3 separate regions of the Zea mays genome follow, and all the other regions are linked to region 2. Evidence: chromatin contacts called from public Hi-C data. All regions are on one chromosome and are shown on one strand. Each heading gives the region's core, a stretch centred on a gene start, on an enhancer-like site or on the middle of the called end of the contact. The rest is flanking DNA. Distances are from core to core; before and after follow the strand shown. Region 1 holds the start of LOC103629364 (Membrane protein of ER body-like protein). Region 2 holds the start of LOC103629369 (rho GTPase-activating protein REN1). Region 3 holds the start of LOC103629366 (NADH dehydrogenase (ubiquinone) complex I, assembly factor 6).

Region 1 (3,550 bases), core at 201-2,700, 240 kb after region 2:
TGCTGAACTAACGAATCGACGTTGCTGGCAATTTTGCAGTGTCCCTGCTGACTGTGGAGGATTATTTCAGCTGTGCATGGACCACTCAAGCGTTGGTGCGTCCAATCGCAGTGCCGGCACTTCCATAGACCTTCAGTCAAGAAATGGGAAGGTAACTTTACTGTCTAACCTCGCACGTAGTGTGAGTAGAAGAATTTATCTGCAACTAACTAAGTAGCACTGGAACTAGCTAGCTAGCTAGTATAACTAAGGAAGGAAGGAAGGAGGTTTTGGTCCAAGGTAAAAAATCCTATCTTTTTTTAATGATATATAAAAAAAAGATACATCGAAAGTGCCATGTGGGCTAGTCGTTGGATTGGAAGCACAGGAGGAGGTAGGTGCAGGCAAGGCAATGCGACGAAATGGAAGGTGTGGACAGGAATTCTGATGATGAGATGAGGAGGTTAGGGACAGGAGTAGTTGTCAGACGTGGGGAGACAGATGAAGCCAAAGGGCCGTGGTCCAGAATCTAATCCGTGTGCAGTACTTTCTTCGATTTGATGGGGAGCCACAAAGTCCACAAGGGATAGTGACAGTGAATAGTAGTGGTTGCCTGCCTCATCGTCAGATCAGATAAATTCAAGGAGCTAGCTAGTTGCTCACTTTGTAAGGCCGAAGCAGCAGAAAGTGGTGAAAACGAGTCAATAATGCAGCTGCAGCAGAGGTACGACGAGTACAGGAATGGAATTGGATGGAAATAGGCACCAGATCCCTATTCCCCACAGGAGTCAGGGCAGAAAGAAAGGAAACAAGAGGAGAGGACATGGGCAGAGACTGCAAGTAACAACTGAGAGGACAAATGAAGGGATGGATTATGGATAGAGAGTACTGTGAGTGAGCAGACCATACCTTGTGTTGGATCCAAGAAGATGCTCTGCTGGGCCGCCGCCGCCGCCTCCTCCTCTACTGCTGCTGATGCTGCTGCGTTGGAGTCGGAGTCGGAGGACTCCATCTCCAGGTCCAGGTCCGCCATCGTTGTCGTCATCTTCTTCCTCATGCTCTCTCTCTCCCTAGTGTATAGGAGGGCGGAGGTGTCTTCCTCCTCCTCATAGTCATCCTCCTCGGCCTCCATGAGCAGCTGCGGCGGCTCCTCCTCCTCCTCCTTGAGCTCCCACATCGGCCTCTCCACCTCCATCATCTTTTCTTTTCTTTTCTTGTGTGTTTCCTGTAGGAGTAGGAGCAGGAGTGCAGTCGTGTAGATGGAGATTGAGATGCAGCCTACTGCCTACTGCCTGCTGACTGCCTAGATGGGAGGGAAATGGGATTGATGGTTGGGTCTCCATGGATTGCTTTGCTTCCTTTATACATAGCACTAGGAGGGGGGAGGGGCAGGGGCAGGGGCAGGAGGAAGAGCTCAGCAGCAGAGCAGAGTCATCAGTGGGCACTATTTACCAAACAAAAGGTAGACCATAGGTTAAAGAAACATAAGAAAAGAAAAGAAAAGAAAAAGGCTTTTTTATAGATAAATAAGAGAATTGCATTTGTATAGCTTGACTCGACTAATAACTCGTCAACATTAGTATAATATAACATGTTCTGTATAGTCCAGCACTTATTGATTGCATTCCTACTAGTAATACCCCTCTCTCTCGGTCACCCTGAATCATGAATGCAAGGTACATTCTTCTTGCAATGACTAATATCTAACTAAATAGATCGATAAAGAATATTAATATCATATTGCTTAACAAGTATATTATAAAAAAGTATATCTCATATTTATTGTTCCTATATGCCATTCATGTATTCAGCAGCAGCAGCGAGTGGTTGGCAGATGGCAAGCCACCTATTATTGCCGGTACCAGCTGCATGAACAAGTAGTTCGTTTTGGAGTAATATAATAGAAGCCAAGCGAACAAGCATAACGACGTTGACGAGATATTTTCCTATCTCAATTCACATGTTCTTCACGTACGTACTACAGCTGTACGCAGCAAATGTGACATGATAACTTTTTTATTCAAGAATTCTAAGCTGAGAGATGTGACATCTTTCGTTCTTGAGTTTCATCACATTACACTATACTACCTCCTTTCTTAAATATTTGAGCCAACTAATTTAATTTTAAACTAAAACGCGATAAATAAATAAAAGTGGAGAGAATATATGATAAGAAATTAATTGTTACTGATCCAGGTGGCTAGCTAAAGTTTGTTTGATTTAGTTGATTAATATAATTAATGTCATTAAAAACGACGACCGCGGGCAACGACACATTATTATATTCCTCCATCCCAAAAAATAATTCGTTTTAAACTAAACAAATATTAATTTATTAATCTATAAATATAGTTTGTATCTATATCATTAGCATTCAGATGAATGTGGACGGTTAAAAGAGGATGAAAAATAACTATATTTTAGGAGGGTGTATAATATAGGATTGTGGATTGACCCTTAGCTCCCATCCATGATTTTTATGGAGGCTGTTCGCTTCAAATTAAAGCCGGCTATTTGTACTGCTATATCTGCAATCTATAGATACAAAAATATTGTAGAAACAATAGAAATTAGTATGAGCTTGTTCGCTTGGCTTTAATCCGTGCCGGCTTCTGCTACTTCTATAGTGTTTTTGTCTCTATAGATTACAGCTGCAGCAGTTCAAATAATCGACTTTAATCCGAAGGGCAAGTCTCTTGTATTTTTAATTAACCCCTTATCTAGAGATACCATAAGAGATCTTATATTAAATGAGGGTTGTACATGCCCTAAGCCTTTAGACCGTTTTTCAATTATAAGATGCAATAAGAGATTACATGATACAACCCAAACCCATATATCATAAAATGTAGACCATCTCTTGTACATTTTTAGTTATCCTTCCCTAAAGACCCCTCAAAAGACCCTACCTTACTCCTCCCGTTTAGAGCAGGTATAATTAATAAGCTCATAGATTGCAAGAGATGTCACATTAAATTTACGGCGATATGGAATATGGAAGAAAGAGAAGTGGAGAGAGATAAAATAGGCTGCTCACTAATAGCAGTGGGCTGCACATAAACTCCAAGACTCTATGAGCTAGCTAGATTAGCTGGAGCTAGTTAGCTAGCATACCGTACACATGTAGTATGAATCCATGCATGGTTATTATATACAGGGGCGGAGCCAGGATTGTTATATAAGGGGGGTTGGGCCAATTCATCAATACTATATGATAAGAATATTGTATAGTAAAAATATTGTATAATGTTATCAGGTGACAAATTTAGTTGAAATCTGTAAATTTTATTATCCACAAGATCTAATATAGTATGTATATACGTTGTTGCCGCTCATTCTGCTGCTTCGCGTGTTGGACTTTGGTTGTGGGGTTATGGTAGAGGCAAGTCAAGTGGTCAGTGGCAATCGGCAGCTGCCTAGCCAGACAATACGATGAAATATAAAGGGTGAGGTTCAGATATCAGCGTCTGTAGGCAAATTAGGTTTGATGTTTAATGCATTGATTGATCATTTAACCAATATTTTATCTTTTTTTGTCTCCTTTAGACTTTGGTTGACATACTACGCTAGA
Region 2 (3,233 bases), core at 582-3,081:
GCATAGTAATGACATCTTGTGAAAACATCAAACTGTATAAAGTCAGCTCATACGTGTTGATCATAAAAAGGCCATTTCTTTTATTTCCTTTACTGCAGCACAAAGCCTTTAGTTGTAAGAAGATCATACAAACCTGGCAATTAGGACAAGAGGCCGGTGGACTGTCACCAGTTTCAGAAGTGGAGTTCGGGTCTCCCTCCCCACATCGACAGGTCTTAAACTGATTTACATTCTCAGCAGGCTGCGAAGGTGAAACCTATCAAGAGAATTAAACAAAGTGAAGTGGACATGTAGAACAGTGCCTCGGCCAAACAACTAAACAGTGATCTTGTGAACTTGACTTTAGTGCAAAAGGAAGGGGGGAGAAGAGGCTTTTACATATTGAAATTTATTATTGTTATTGTTAGAAACTGTATCCTGGCTGTCGCCTGGCAGATATGCCGGCCGCCCTATATGGAAGTATTGTCTGATATAGATAGAGAGGATTAGGGGAGGATCTCAATCACTATGATTGAGGATCTGATTGAGGATCTCAATCACTATGATTGAGGATCTGATTGTACTCTAGATCTTTCCTTAGGTGTAGAAGGCTTCCTTTTACCTCTCACCTTCCTCCCCTATATATACCTGTACATGTGCTGTCTATCTTCATCAATAAATACAAACACACGCTTCCAACTCTCTCACAGTTATTATCCAATAAAGCATAATAAGACATGAATTTTGTATCAGCATATCCTCCATAGGCATGCATTATGTGGCATATTCTCCATGATTTACTCTTTTATGTACCAATGATTGATAACTAAAACTCCATCCAAAGTAAAAGCTCATACGGTGTGATTGCTAACAGTCATATCCAGTTTATCACCCAAGTAAAGCACTTGAATAATGCAACGGGCTATATATACACATTGATAGCCAAACTCCAGCCCAAAACATTAAAAAAATACGGTTGAAACATATGAGCCACTTACTTGCTGGTATGGAATCCTGAACTCGGAAGCTGACATTGTCAGCCTGGTCTAAATGCCAGACTTACGAAGAACATCAGGACGATTTCTATCCTGGCAATGCGCTGTCGTTCTTACTCCCTATTGAGAGATGCAGAGTACTATGTTAGTGCCCATAAAGTCATGAGCTTTGTGCTCCGCACCCAAAAAGAGTAAGGTGAAAAATAACGGGCGCAGGTAACCATATTACCGAATACTGATCCGAGATAAAGACGTGCCTAGTATGTTGCGGGGTGTGCGTTATTTTTCCAGTTGTGTAACCAACATTCGATTTTGATTGTGTGAAGGGCATGGGCTGTCGCCTGTCGATCCATGATCCATATCGCAATCAGCTATACGCCAACTGGCAATGTACAATGGAATGGAAACACATAAATAGATGCTGGGGGCGTCGAGGATGTTACCTGACTGAATGAATTGAAGGAATAGATGTCACTGACGCGAATGGCGGAGGGAGGCGGCGATTCAGATTTCGGAGTCGTTGCGCTGCGGCAGGGCAGGGCTAGGAGAGGATAGGAGGCAATCAGAGATCCCCTAGCCTAGACTAGCCTCCCCTGACAAGTGCAAGAGCTGACCCCTCCGGCCTCCGCTCTTCCCTCTCGGCCGGTCTTGTTGTTTGGGGCACCAATCCATAGATGACTGGCTGAGCTCCCTCCTCCTCCCTCTACTCCAAGATACATGGAGTGCTATTCTTGGTAATGGAGTGGACAGGATCAGAAGCAATTGGAGACATCCGGAAGTTCACATTCACCCTCCGCCTCCCCCTCACTCTGACGATTTGGGTAACACTTAGTGAGCAGCAATCATAGGTCACGTTTGGTTCGGCTTTTTTTTAATATGGTCGTGAGAATAAGCTGGTTGTGGAAAAAAGTTGGCTGAATGTTTGGTTGGACTGCTGTGGGAGAAGCTGATGGTTACAATCTGGGTGTTTAGATACGCAAATTCTGATATTATAGATTCTGAGTGAAAAAAAAGAAAAAGACAGACACAATAATCAACATCTGATTGCAATTACACATGATTTGTCCATTATAATATAATTATTTATCGGTTCAGATAACTACATAAGACACTAACACATTAGCAATTGCATCACTAAAAACACTCATGTCTAACTCATATGATGTGTTGGTACTACTATCACCTATAGCTACATCATAAACATACCTCGTACAAGATAAATACTAGTCAAAGTCGCGATCGTGTATAACACTGTCCTGAATGAAGTTATGCAACGCCATGCATACATTAATTATCTTGGATTGCTTCCTTAGTCAAAATGAATGCAGATTGAGAAGGATTCTCCACTTTATCTTCAGCACCCCAAATGATCGCTTTATAACATTCCTCGTGGATGAGTGTGCGTAGTTGAAAACTTCTTTGGCACCAACTGGTTGCCTCGCATGCTGCCATTCAAAAATATGGTAATTTTGACCATTATAAGATGCGAGGTATCCCTTCCTGTTGGGGTACATAACAACATTAATTGGAAATGCTACAAAAGTAGATTATACTAATACCTTCTGGAGGATGTAGGAACCTATTCCCGTACGTGATAAAAGTATCATGTAGCACTCTAGTGTCATGCACCGAACCAGGCCACCCAGTAACGACAAATGTGTACCTTATATCGGAGTCACAAACGACCATGACATTCTGTTATGCGTACCCGTGACAACCAATATATTTGGGTTGCTTTGACAAAGGGACAAAGGCGGGAAAGTGGCTTCCATCGATCGCTCGTATGTAGTCCTTGATATGTGGCCAAAACCTAGACTCCGTAGTCCAGGGTGAATATCAGTGAAATGGGCATCCTTCGGCTTAATCAGGTCATTGTACATCCTATATATTCCATCAAGGACTTCACTAAATTTCCAGATTATAGTTTCCAAAGAGTGTCCAAACTTGTTCCTTAGCTGTATAAATGATTGGAGGCCCCGCATGCCCATAGGAAAATAGTAAGTGCCTCCTTCGTATGAAAGTAGCATAGAGGGGGGTGAATAGGCTACACCTGCAATTCTCAACACAAACTTCGAACTTTTGTGAGAAACGACAGTTCAACAGGGGAGGCCGGTTCAACCGATCTTGAGGCCGGTTCAACCGCAATTCACCTATTCAACTGCGAACTTAAATGAAACTACTCAGATTTACCAACAATAAACGTAGCGGAAGAGTTGAATTAAAACCAACTAGATATAACAAAGATCTGAGATGATGAGA
Region 3 (3,630 bases), core at 1,066-3,565, 160 kb after region 2:
AGGCGCATGAGGCCGGTCCGGGGGTCGGACACCACATCCATGGCCCTTGCTGTCTCGATGTTGAAGGCGCGGAAGGTGAACGCTGCCTTGCGCACGGCCGGGGCCAGGTGGAGAAGGCAGAGGTAGTGGTGGTAGTCATAGGCGCGGACTTGCCTCACGCAGTATGAGAGTGCTGTCCGCAGGCTACTGCTTGCTGCAGGCGTGCCGCCGCTCATGAATTCTGCCTTCCTGTATCAGGAAGGAAGGTCCCTGCACCACACAAACAAAAGAAAGGCACATGGCTAGATTAGATTCTGAATATACAACAGCCGAGATTTGTGCACATGTTCATATTAGTTAGGGCCTGTTTGGATTCATTGGCAATAAAAATTAGCTAGCTAATAGTTGCTAACTTTTAGCGGGAAGCTGTTTGCATCCATGTGCTAATAGGTAGTTAGATAGTGAGTTGAAGGTGCATATGAATCATTAGCAACTCCAAATCCTGCTCAGTGTTTACAAGTCGTCCGACTAATCGCGATTAATCGTGATTAGTCGGGCTGGTCGCCTGGAAGAGGGCGATTAGGAGGACGACGCGATTAGGGTTTCTAGTCGTCCTAGTCGTCCGACTAGTCGTCGACCTGGGCGATTAGTCGTCTGGTCGAACACTTCCTGGTCGTTTTTGGTCGTTGCAGTTTTGGTACTGGGCTTCACTCTGGTTTTTGGCTCATCTACAGTAGCCCGCCCCTCCAAAAACCCTCCCAGCCACCAGGACCCCTCCCAGCCGCCAGAAACCCGCCAGAACCCTTCCCAGCCGCCAGAAACCCTACTCCTCTCCTCTGTCCTCACTGGTTTCTGCCGACGTCTCTGCTCCAGCCTCCAAGTGCTCCAGCCAGCAGGTAATGCAGTTTGGATGCTCTAGCGCGATTTGTTTGGATGTTGATCTGCTCTAGGTAGCAGCCAGCAGGTTCCTGCTGTACTTTTTACTGAATTAATGCAAGTAATTATGCCAATATTACTTTCAGTTTAGACTTTGGACTTTGGATGGATTCTGTTTCACTTTTACTGAATTACTGCTAGTCTGCTACTAATTATGCCTATATTATTGCAGAAATACAATGTTTATATAGTTAATATATAGTTATATACATATACATATGTCCTTAAATCTATAGGACGACTAACGGATGACCAGAGGTCGACCAGGACCGATTAGGTCGACTAATCGTCGCCCTAATCGCGATTAGTCGCCTGGTCGCCCCTCTCACTCGACCAGCTGATCGGCCGACTTGTAAACATTGATCCTGCTAATGGAACTAGTAATAGTTAGCAGCCCTTCCGTTAACAATTATCAGATTATTAGCAGGTCTGTTTGCCATGAAGAAATCTTACTGACGGGTGCTTTCATCTGAGTTTTATTCTAGATCAACACAATGTTTTGAAATGGACGCCTAACTCATATCAGTTGCTGAGAATTTGGTATTACAACATTCCTTATCACATAATACTTCTATAGTATGCCGTAATTTCTTATGTGACAAACGAATAGCAAATGAAAGCAAAATAGAGCTACAAAGCCACGGCATCAACTAACGCCAATAGAATCGGCAAAATGGCCAACCCTTTCCATGATTAAAAACAGGAGCAACATATCCCGCATGGATCCATCTGAGAGATATATGCCAGTGCTTTTATCCCCAGATAAGGCATGAGAACGCTGAACGCAGTACAATCCCATCAAATCCAGAATAACACGAGACGACCGAACGAACCTGATACCATCTAGCGGATCGAGGCGAACCCCGCGAGATCCAAGCAAGCCGAACCCGATTCGAGCCCGCGGCGGCGCAGATTCAGATGGAATAAGGCGGAACGGAGCGACGGGATGAAAGCTACTCACTAAATCCTTTCTCTATGAGGTAACTGAAGGTGTGGCCGTCGCAGTTGTAGGTGAACTTGTTGCTGGCGGGGAGCTTCTGCAGCCACTGGGCGGCAATGGTAGTGAAGTCACCGTGAAATCGACGTACTAGGCCAACACCACGGTGCTCCGCGCCACGAACGTACAATATCGTGAGCGAGCTGGGGGCGGACGGTGGCCCGCAGGCGGTGACCGCGAGTCGTCAGGCGGCCGGCCGGCCGGCGGGAGGCGGGGATGTGCGGTGGGCAGCGCGATACGCAGGTGTGGGATTTTGTGTGGCGGCCCGGTGTGAGGTATCAGGGATGAGAAATTTGGAATTCTGCCTAGTAGCCTTCGCGATTTTACAATCTTTGAGAGTTTTCGTCTAAATTTCATTATAAAACGGTCCTTTATAAATATATCGCACACAATATAATACTTTATATTAATCGAAAGAAGTAATGCATATTTATATGGACATTGAGGGCAGACACAACCGGGTTTAGGGTATGTTTTGTTGGGCTGTAGCTGTGAAAAAAAAAGTTGTGGCTGACTGTGAGCAGTGGAAAAAGCTGATGTAGTGTGTAAGCTGTTAAAAAGTTAAAAAACGTTTGGTGGAAACCACTAAAAGTCGTTAAAGTTATTTGATATATGTTTTCACGGTTCATCCGAAAGCCACTAAAAGCAGGTCCAATGATGCTTTTAGTTTTACACTGCGAGGAAGTCGGTTTTTATAGAGAAAAAAACCGATTCCTAGATCCAGCCTTTTGATTGGCTTTTAGCTTTTAGGAGCAAAAGCAAAAAGTCAAAAGCCAAACCAAATACATCCTTAGAGGACAACATCAGCGACCAAAGTGAATGCACGAACAATAACAGGGGCAAAATCGTCTCTCAATGTCCTTATAGATATATTTATTTCTTTTTGTTTCATTAAACAATTATAGCGTGTGCGACATGTTTCATAATGGGATTCGTGTGAAGTCTGTGAAACGATGGCAAAGTGGTAAAATCTACTTCTCATAATGACATAATTCCAAATTTCTCATCAGAGATGAAGAGGGGCAGATGGCTGATAAATACTAGGTCTGACCGGTGAGTTCACCAAAAAATAGATGCGTACGAGGCAAACAGGTACGTGGAAACTTATACTGATCACTGACCAACAGTTAGGCTGCTTTCAACTGTGGACTTTATCCATTGTTTGAGCATCGGTTCAGTCTTAACATCAATAAATTTGGTCGACCAATCGATCGATTCTATTGATATCGACAAACAACAGTGTTAGAGCTAGACCGATAGATACTGAGGACCTTTTATCCATCGTGTGAGCATTGGTTCGGCTTAAACATCATTGAATTTGGTCGACAGATCGGTCGATTTGATCGATATTGACAGACGATGAGGTTAAAGTTGGACCGATAGTTATTGATCGGTGCGTTAGATGATCCTATCGTCGTCACCAACCGCCTTTAGCCACATGGCGCATTGCTCTTCTATTGTGTGGTCCAAATTGTTGCTACATAAATTAATTGTCATGTGGCTGTATCATCACAAATCTCTAATCTCTAATATACTTAAAGCATCTGTTTCAACGGTCGTCCTACGTCATTTTTTTACAAAAAAAGTTCCTACATTTCTTCCAAATCTCTCCTCAGCGTAAAATATTAAAAAGCGGTGCAAGACGTGAGGTTTGAACCCACATCCTGATAGAAGAAGGGTGAGAGACACTAGGCGAAGCTTTCTAACCAGTAGAACAT

What was found. A called contact is a pair of places that touch in the nucleus more often than the background predicts.
Region 1: a Hi-C map of endosperm shows a contact between it and region 2, with 1.9 times the contacts expected there. The contact joins the promoter of LOC103629364 here to the promoter of LOC103629369 in region 2. A contact is called at or near these places in 2 of 25 Hi-C or Micro-C datasets (endosperm and tassel).
Region 3: a contact with region 2 is called in a Hi-C map of ear, with 3 times the contacts expected there. The contact joins the promoter of LOC103629366 here to the promoter of LOC103629369 in region 2. A contact is called at or near these places in 5 of 25 Hi-C or Micro-C datasets (ear, endosperm, leaf and 1 more).

The regions. Positions count from the first base shown.
Region 1 is chr6:64,896,167-64,899,716 of Zm-B73-REFERENCE-NAM-5.0, reverse strand. It overlaps LOC103629364 (Membrane protein of ER body-like protein), which reads right to left and starts at 1,450. Exons shown (of 10, transcript XM_008650505.4): 1 at 889-1,450. The coding sequence starts at 1,177. LOC103629365 (a long non-coding RNA gene) reads left to right here and starts at 357. Exons shown (of 2, transcript XR_554332.4): 1 at 357-1,003; 2 at 1,791-2,048.
Region 2 is chr6:65,137,218-65,140,450 of Zm-B73-REFERENCE-NAM-5.0, reverse strand. It overlaps LOC103629369 (rho GTPase-activating protein REN1), which reads right to left and starts at 1,831. Exons shown (of 25, transcript XM_035959932.1): 1 at 1,418-1,831; 2 at 1,204-1,315; 3 at 978-1,094; 4 at 134-256. The coding sequence starts at 1,013.
Region 3 is chr6:64,973,381-64,977,010 of Zm-B73-REFERENCE-NAM-5.0, reverse strand. LOC103629366 (NADH dehydrogenase (ubiquinone) complex I, assembly factor 6) reads right to left here and starts at 2,315. Exons shown (of 2, transcript XM_008650506.3): 1 at 1,877-2,315; 2 at 1-249. The coding sequence starts at 215.